Linked DNA regions of Hordeum vulgare: region 1 is linked to region 2. Evidence: chromatin contacts called from public Hi-C data. All regions are on one chromosome and are shown on one strand. Each heading gives the region's core, a stretch centred on a gene start, on an enhancer-like site or on the middle of the called end of the contact. The rest is flanking DNA. Distances are from core to core; before and after follow the strand shown. Region 1 holds the start of LOC123442917 (zinc finger CCCH domain-containing protein 17-like). Region 2 has its middle 130 kb from the start of LOC123442916.

Evidence for each region. Hi-C and Micro-C count contacts between places; a contact is called where the count stands out from the background.
Region 1: a Hi-C map of leaf shows a contact between it and region 2, with 2.5 times the contacts expected there. The contact joins the promoter of LOC123442917 here to the enhancer-like site in region 2. A contact is called at or near these places in 1 of 6 Hi-C or Micro-C datasets (leaf) and 1 of 1 datasets of contacts at active chromatin or transcription factors (embryo).

The regions. Positions count from the first base shown.
Region 1 is chr3H:48,510,864-48,514,840 of MorexV3_pseudomolecules_assembly, forward strand. It overlaps LOC123442917 (zinc finger CCCH domain-containing protein 17-like), which reads right to left and starts at 2,186. Exons shown (of 7, transcript XM_045119101.1): 1 at 1,710-2,186; 2 at 1,214-1,309; 3 at 485-574; 4 at 137-385; 5 at 1-53. The coding sequence starts at 2,093.
Region 2 is chr3H:48,086,057-48,090,218 of MorexV3_pseudomolecules_assembly, forward strand. No RefSeq gene overlaps it. Among protein-coding and RNA genes, the nearest start is that of LOC123442916, 130 kb to the left of the region's middle. Within about 2 kb of position 1,380, at least 3 of the 3 cell types and tissues checked have open chromatin away from gene starts, as enhancers often do. A contact at or near this core is called in leaf, where this site is marked.

The sequences.
Region 1 (3,977 bases), core at 936-3,435, 430 kb after region 2:
GCCTTATGCTCAGAGAGTGTTTGGACACATTGAAGATTTTTAAGGTCCCATACCTGATAAATACCCAGAATATATCAGACACAAACATAGCATTTAGTAGCCAACAGAAATCAGCGGATGTGCAGCATTTTCGTACTCTGATTGTCTTGTCAAGTGAGCCAGAGTAAAGCCTTGTTGCTGAGACAGCAAGTGAAATCACATGATGGTCATGACCAGCGAGGATTGCCACTGGTTCCGAGTTGATGTCCTTAGCAGGAAATTTCCAAGCCATGATGCGCCCGTCCGCCGTGCCAGCAAACAGCATCCCATCCTTGATAGTCATGGAACAAACAAGCCCAGAAGGTCCCTGAAGACTTAGCTTCATCCCTGTGTTTATGTTCCATGCCTGGAAGCCATCGAAACAACGAAGAACAATAGTTCAACACCCAATAGCGCTTCAATATATAGCAAAATTGACTTGCACTCCCAGTAAAATTGAGAATACCTCCACGGATTTTGGTATTCCAACAAATACCCACTTGTCGTGAGTGATCATACAGCCAATCTTCCCTCCCATCTTGATGACATCAACGCACTATTGCAGAAACATTAAGAATAGAAAGGGCAACACAGCAGATTAGAAACTCTCGCTCTCTTTTTTTCTCTACTACACAACAATCTTTTCTTAAATTTCTCCTTTTTCCTGAAGAATCTTCTCTTCTAATAGCTCATCTCTCGTTTGTCCCTTTCTTTTTTTACTCTTTTTTCTTGCTATTAAACATATGGCCATCTGGCAATCAGAGTGCAACTTTAACTGCAGAGAGCTTTGCCTGTCAGGTAACCAGCCTGATCGCCTCCCGAAACTGATCCGGTGTACACTGATCACGACAAACAGGCGAAAAGCCTCCAAGGCAAATCAATCTGACATGTCCTCAACCCCAGGCGTGCCAAATGACAACCTGATCTGAACCAACGGGTACATCAGGCGCACCGAGGAATTAGAGGAGCTCCTCAGTTGATCAAGCAGTCAGCGCACATCAACCATCATAGACGATGCACAATTTGAGCCCATCGGCACATCGACCACCTCAAGCAACCAGAGTTAATCCCCAATTGATCAGGCAGCAGAACTCAACCGCCACACGTAATGCAGGAATCAACACAGACACGACCTCAAAGGTGAACCGAGCATAACGAGTCTGAGGGGAATGCCAAGAGCGGATAGCCCAGCTACCTTGCCAGATTTGCCGTCCCATACGCGAACAGACCCGTCGGCACTGCCAGAGTAGAGCTTGTCAGACCCCATCGGCATAGAGATTCCAGTAATAGCCTGCAGCATCCGATAAAAACCGTAAGAGCCCCGTAGCATGATCCTGGTGTCTTTCTCTCAGCTTTCAAATTGAACAATTACTCGCAGCAAAGCAAATTCTTAACAATTATACAAAGAGACAACGGGTTTGCTAATTATCCAACCAATTACAAATTATTTGTATACTTCTTAACAATTATATTCCTCCGTCTCAAAATAATTGTATCAACTTTATACTAGCTGTAGTATACAGTTATACTAAGATTAAGACACTTATTTTAGAACGGAGAGAGTAAAAATTATTTACAAATTAACAACGGGCTTGCTAATTTGACGCAACATAGCATCTGAGTATTCAATCGGAACAGCGCGGCGTTACGATACTGCGATTTCGCAGAGGGGCGGGGAAACAGCCACGCACCTCCTTGTGTCCAGCGAGGGCGCAGAGGAAATTGAAACCGCCGCAGCCACGGCCCTCCTCGACGCGCGGCTCCTGGATCGGCTCTGGATTCGTCCCCGCCGGCTTGGGATCCGTCTTCTGGTCCGACTTCTTCGGGTCTCCAAGCCGCCGTCGTGTAGGTGCAGGGGCTGCGGCGCCGCGACTCAATCCGCCGGATTCGGCCCTCCGCCCGGGGCCGAGGAGCCTCGCCGTCTCGGGTTCGAGGCGGAGGGACGGGCGGGAGGCCTTGGCGCAGCCGCTCCTGCGGGGTTCGGAGGGGCGGGCGTAAGGGCCCCACCGTGCGGGCGCGGCCGTGGGCGCGGGACCGGGGCCGAGGCGCGCGGAGAGGGAGGATGAGATCGGCATGGCGGGGTCCTGTCTCGCCGGAGGCGCGGCGACGGCGGGGGCGAGGCGGCGCTAGGTATCGGTGGTGCGGGGAGGCTGAGATCGCGTCTGCGCGAGGGATTGTGGATGTGGCCGGAACGGAGCGAGAAGTGGCACGAGGCGGTTGCGAACTTTTTATTTTTCGATGAGGAGGCAGTTGCGACTTGCGACGGACAGGGCTAAACCTGCGGCCCATGTACGGGTGCCCAGCATCGCGGCCCAGGTACGGTCTCAGCCTCAGGCGGGCCACGTGTCTGGCACGACCCGATTTCTTTTTAGACATTTTCGGAAAGCTTTTGTACGGCCGAAATCACTAATTTGTAGTACTAGGAAATGTGCCCGTGCGTTGCAACGGGAAAAAACAAAATGTTGCATGCTCCTAGCTAACCATTTAATTTTTTTGTTATTTTTTCTATTCATAATAATTGCTAATGATGTTCATATTGTCCATTATACTTTTCACCATCGCTAACGATCAATTTTAAAATGATGTGCTTTTCATTATACTTTGGCACAACACAGGGGCATCGCTAGAGAGTAAACGGCTTTTGACAAGGATTTTTGTAATGTGGTCAGTGTTCACCAAATACGTATGCCTCATGGTCGCCGTGCTCTAACCTGAGGACGGCACCTGCAGTTTTTGGAGAGGAGACCTCCATGGTAAGATTAAATGTGTTGTATAATGCAGATTTTCGCATTTTTTTAGTTTCCGTGAACATTTTTTAAAATTTCTTACACATTTTCTTCAAATTCAAGGATATGTTTTGAATACATGATCATTTTCAAAACCATGCATGTTTTATATTTGCTGAATATATTTTTCAAAAATGTGAAATTGTGAATTCTTTTACAATATCAAAACAGTTTTTTTAAATCATCAACATTTTTTGAGTCCATGAACATTTTATGATTACCCGAACCTTTTTTTGAATTCCCAACATTTTATGATTTCATCAGTATTTTTTAAATCCGTGAACGTTTTATCATTGCCTAAACCTTTTTTTGAAATCCCAAAAGATTTTATAATTTATTGAATATTTTCGCTCAAAACTCGGAAAAAAATTAATTTGGAAATTTGCAAATTCCGAATTAAATTAAAGAAGAAAAAACAAATGGAATTAATAAAAAAGAATTACGTGACGAAAAAAATGTAGGTTCCAGGTATCAAACCTGGGTCACCTAGGTGGAGTACCAGCGCTCCAACCACTAAGCCAAGCACACCAGGTTTTTTGTTTGGGACCTCGTCGTATAAGTATCGTAATGTACGATGACTTTGACTGGAAAAAAATTGAATCGTTTTCTTCACTTATGGGTGGCATACTGGGTAATTTAGGACAACATTGAGGATAATTTTAGTGACGTACAACCGAAGCACTAAGTGCTTTATTATTAGGGAGAGACTTTTAAAAAAATATTCCTATCTTTTTAAATTGTCACAAATGATGATATCCCACGCGTTGCTACGAAAATCTTTATAAAATAGATGAATAAATATGTGGTAAATAACTATACGCATTGCAAAAACAAATATAAGGTTGATCTCAGTTTATATTTTAGAAACAATAAAGCATATGAAGCGTGTGATATAATATTATATAAGTATGAAGTCAACGGGCTGTCTACATAACAAAAATGTGTAACATAACCTACACATATTTGTAGTGTCACATCTATGTCCACAGAAAAATTAGTGAAACAAATTGACATGCATAATTGCTGAGGTGGCATGATTACACGAATAGATTAGTGCATAAATTATAGCTAATGAACACATGCATGACTTGATGATGTGGCATAATTGCATGAAGAGAAAAATTAGGTACTTGGTTACAACTATTTAAGAATAGAGAATGTGGACCACTTATT
Region 2 (4,162 bases), core at 130-2,629:
CATCTTGCGTGTGATCCCGCTTGGAAGAAGAATGAATCTGTGAAGTAGACGAGCCAACGTAGTCGAACGAATCCTCACACTCTGACACGCTTACGGAACTCTATCGAGAAGAAGCAATCCAGAAAGAAAAATCAATGCATGATATTCACCATAACATATGCATGACATGATGCACAAACATATATGATGCATGTCCGGTTTAATTATGCAAGGCATGGCACATCACAACAATTGAATACTACACATTAAGTGAAGCTCAATATGCAACAAGTTGCATATTGACGAAACTCCACGTTTATATATTTAGTTCACTCTCCTTTAGGTACACGACAATATTAAATGTTGTTAAACATGGCAAGAGGCAAAGCATAATTAAACTACACTATCTAGGCATTTTAAATAAGGTCGGAAACATCACATAGCATCTTCGAAATGACCACATGTGTTAATTTCAAAATTGGTCCAGATCCGAACTAATATATTTTAATATTTATTAAACAGCAAAATAAGGTGGATCATGTGATTCTACACGTTATTCTAGTCGATTTACATATATAAATCATCTAAAACGGAGTTACGGTCTAAAAGATATGAAGAACACAAGATGACATTGACATGAATGCAAATGTATGCAAATGACAGCCACAAGATATTAAATCATGGATGCACATGGTATTATGAAGATACACGGTATCCTACACAAGTTTAAATGAGGGAGGAACAACGAATAATAATTCCAGAAAGTCCCCATATGTTAATTTTCCATTTGCTACAAATCTGCCTAAAACGCAATATTAGAGTTATCATGTTGTTCTATACATAATCCTAGCCAAGTTACATATATAAAACATTTTAATCGGAGTCATGGTTTAATATTTATGAATTAAACCGTTTTAGCATGGCATTTATGCAAATTAAATGAAAACAGAAAGTTAATCATATTCAACATGGTGCAAGTTGGTTATTGTGAAACTACAAAAAATTCTAAGCACTTTTCATATATTAAGTTTTTAAATCCAAGGCACAATTAATTAGCTATGAAGTAAAACATTTTAACATGATATCACGCAAAACGATGCAAACACCATATTTAATAGTTTTTTAACATGCATGAAAGTGGAATATTATTAATCTACATAAAATTCTGGACATTTTACATACCTACATTATTTTCATCCAATGCACGGTTAAATATTTATGAGCATTTTAAAATACGCATTTTTCTATAAATACGAAAGTCCCTGGAAATTAGACAAATTCATAACGCAGAAAAAAAATGAGTTAGGCCAAATCTACTGCAAACAGGCCAACAGTGCCCGAGCGTAAGATACCTAAAGGTCGTAGACGCACACAATAGACGGGACTTGGCGCTGGCTTCTGCTTACTTTGCGGGCCTCGGCCCAGCTCGGTGGCACCGTTGGGCACAGGAGCGAGGCGGCCTTGGAGAGGAGGTCCGATGGAATTTCCTATTCAACGCTCCATGCGGCAAATAGCCGCTGCTTCGCACAGGGGTGCGACCGAGCGACTGGGTTTGGCCGGCCCGTTCAAACTTTGACTGATTCCGGTTTTGGAACCTTCTAGGGTTCCAGCCGGTTTTACCTGTTTTGGGAAACTTCTAGAAGGTTCCCTTAACCTGTTTTTTTATTTTTCTATTTTTTCTGTTTCTGTTTTTGTTTTTTGTTTTCTATTTCTGTTTCAAAATTGTTCTGAATTTTCAAAAAATGTTCTGGATTTTAGGAAAAACGGTCCAGAATTTGTAAAAATGTTCTGGAAATTGAATAAAATATTTTGGAATTTGGAAAAATGTTACGGAATTTAATTGTTTTTCTGGATTTTGAAAAAATGTTCCGGAATTTCATACTGTTCAAGATTTTGAAAAAATGTTCCGGAATTTGTTAAAATGTTCCGGATTTTTTAAAAATATTCCGAAATTTGAAAAGATGTTCTGGAATTGAAAAATCTTCCGGAATTTTAAAATGATCCAGACTTTTAAAAATTAGTATTCAAATTCTAAAAATATTTTATACTTTTAGGAAAATGTTGGGGATTTTCCAAAAAATATTTAGAGAGCAGAAAATGGAAAAAACTACAATCGTTGTTCACCAATTGGGTCGGCCCAGTGGGGCGTCACCCGAAGCCCCGACTGGTTGCCGTACTGAGCAACGAATAGGAGGTCCCAGCTCCTATACGGCACTGCAGGCCCCAGTTCGCGCTCCTCGAGCCTCCAGTGCCCCATGTTGGGCCGGCCCATGAATCATCAGCTGGCGCCGTGCTGCAGGCCCTGCAAAAATTTCATTGATTTTCAAAAACATAAATTTCAAAACGTACATTAAAATTCCATTCGATTAAAAAGCAATTAATCAGATTTGCGAAAAGTTTAATGATTGTGAAAAAAAGGTCACCGATTTTTAAAATATGTTCATGGATTTTCAAAAAGTTCACAAAATTTTAAAAAATCTTCCATTTTGAAAAACGAATTCATCAATTTTTAAAAACAGGTCATTGATTTGGAAAACAGTTCATGAATTTTAAAATAAGTTCATCCCAAATATGAAAAAAAAAATCATGGATTTGGAAAAAAGTTCATTACTTTCGAAAAAGTTCACCATTTAAAAAAAATCATCCCAAATTTGAATAGAAATTCATAGATTTTTTTAAAAATTATCAAATTCGGAAAAAGTTCATCGATTGAAAAAAAGTTCATCCCAAATTTGAATAAAAATTCATTGATTTGAAAAGAAGTTCATTAATTTCGAAAAAAGTTCATCAATTTAAAAAAACTTCATCCGGAATTTGAATAAAAATTCATTGATTTTAAAAAAAGTTCATTGATTGAAAAGAAGTTCATCTCAAATTTGAATAAAATTCATTGATTTGAAAGAAAGTTCATTAATTTCGAAAAAAATTCATCAACTGAAAAAAGTTCATCCCTAATTTGAATAAAAATTCATAGATTTTTAAATAAGTTGATCAAATTCGAAAAAAATTCACCCCTAATTTGAAAAAATCATTGATTTGAAAACAAGTTCATCAAATTCGAAAAAAGTTCGTAGTTTTTTTTGGAAAAAATCATGAGATTCAAAAAAGAATCATAGAATTCGGAAAAGTTCATCGTTTTTGAAGAAAAATTTCATCAAACTTGGAAAACAATCATTGATTGTGAAAAAGGTTCACGAATTTAAAAATTGTTCATCACATTTAAAAATAAATTGCAAAATTTGAGAAAAGTCAACGCATTTGAAAAAGAAAAAGGAAGCAAAAAAGAAACAGATAAAAAGATAAGAAAAATAAAAAAGCAACCAAGCCATTTAAAAAAAAACTAGAAAACCGGTCGCGATCTAGAGAAAGAATATAGAGGAGAATACGATACTTATCGCACATTGTGGGTTGCCTCAAGTGGTTGGAGCGTTTCTAACATATGTGCTAGGTGTGTGGTTCGAATTCGTTCATGGCCCTTTTTTCCAATTTTACAGAATAAGAGAATAAAAGTATCTCGGTCGGCCCAAATCGCGGCAGAGGGGTATGCGCTGCAGGCGCCGGTTAGCAAAAATGGCCTATAACCGGCGCGTATGGCGATAAATAGGATTTGCCGCCTTGGAGCGACTCGGCTTGGGCAGCGGTCGCCTGGGCCGGGGCGAGGCCGTAGCTGGCAGGCGCGCGCAGCGTTAGCCATGCCCACCCACGGGCGTTGCAGGTCGGAAGTTTACGCGACCGAGCGCTGGAGAGAGCGAGCGCCCGAGGCAGTTAACGTGAGCAGGGCTGCGGGCATCACCCATGGCGGCGGGCAGGCGAGGCACCGACGGGGATGCGCGGATACGGGGCGGGGCGGCCCAGATCCGGCCAGCGGCAACGACGGCGGGCTCAAGGCGGCGGCGACGAACGCATGCACGCACCATGGCCGGCGAAGGAGCTCCAGCAAGACCATGGCAGGGACGGTGGCGAGGGGCTCCATCCAGCATGGGGCCCCGGCGAGGCGCAACGTCGCCGGCACGCGCGGGGCGGCCCGACGGCTGGACTGGTGTGGCGGTGCGGTGGAGGCTGCGGGCAGTGTTGCGGCTGCGCGGTGGAGCGCGGGCTCTGCGGTAGCCGGACATGTCTGGTTTTTGGCGCGGACGTGTCCAGGTGGGGTTTTTTGGGCAAATATGAGCCTCTATTCTCATGT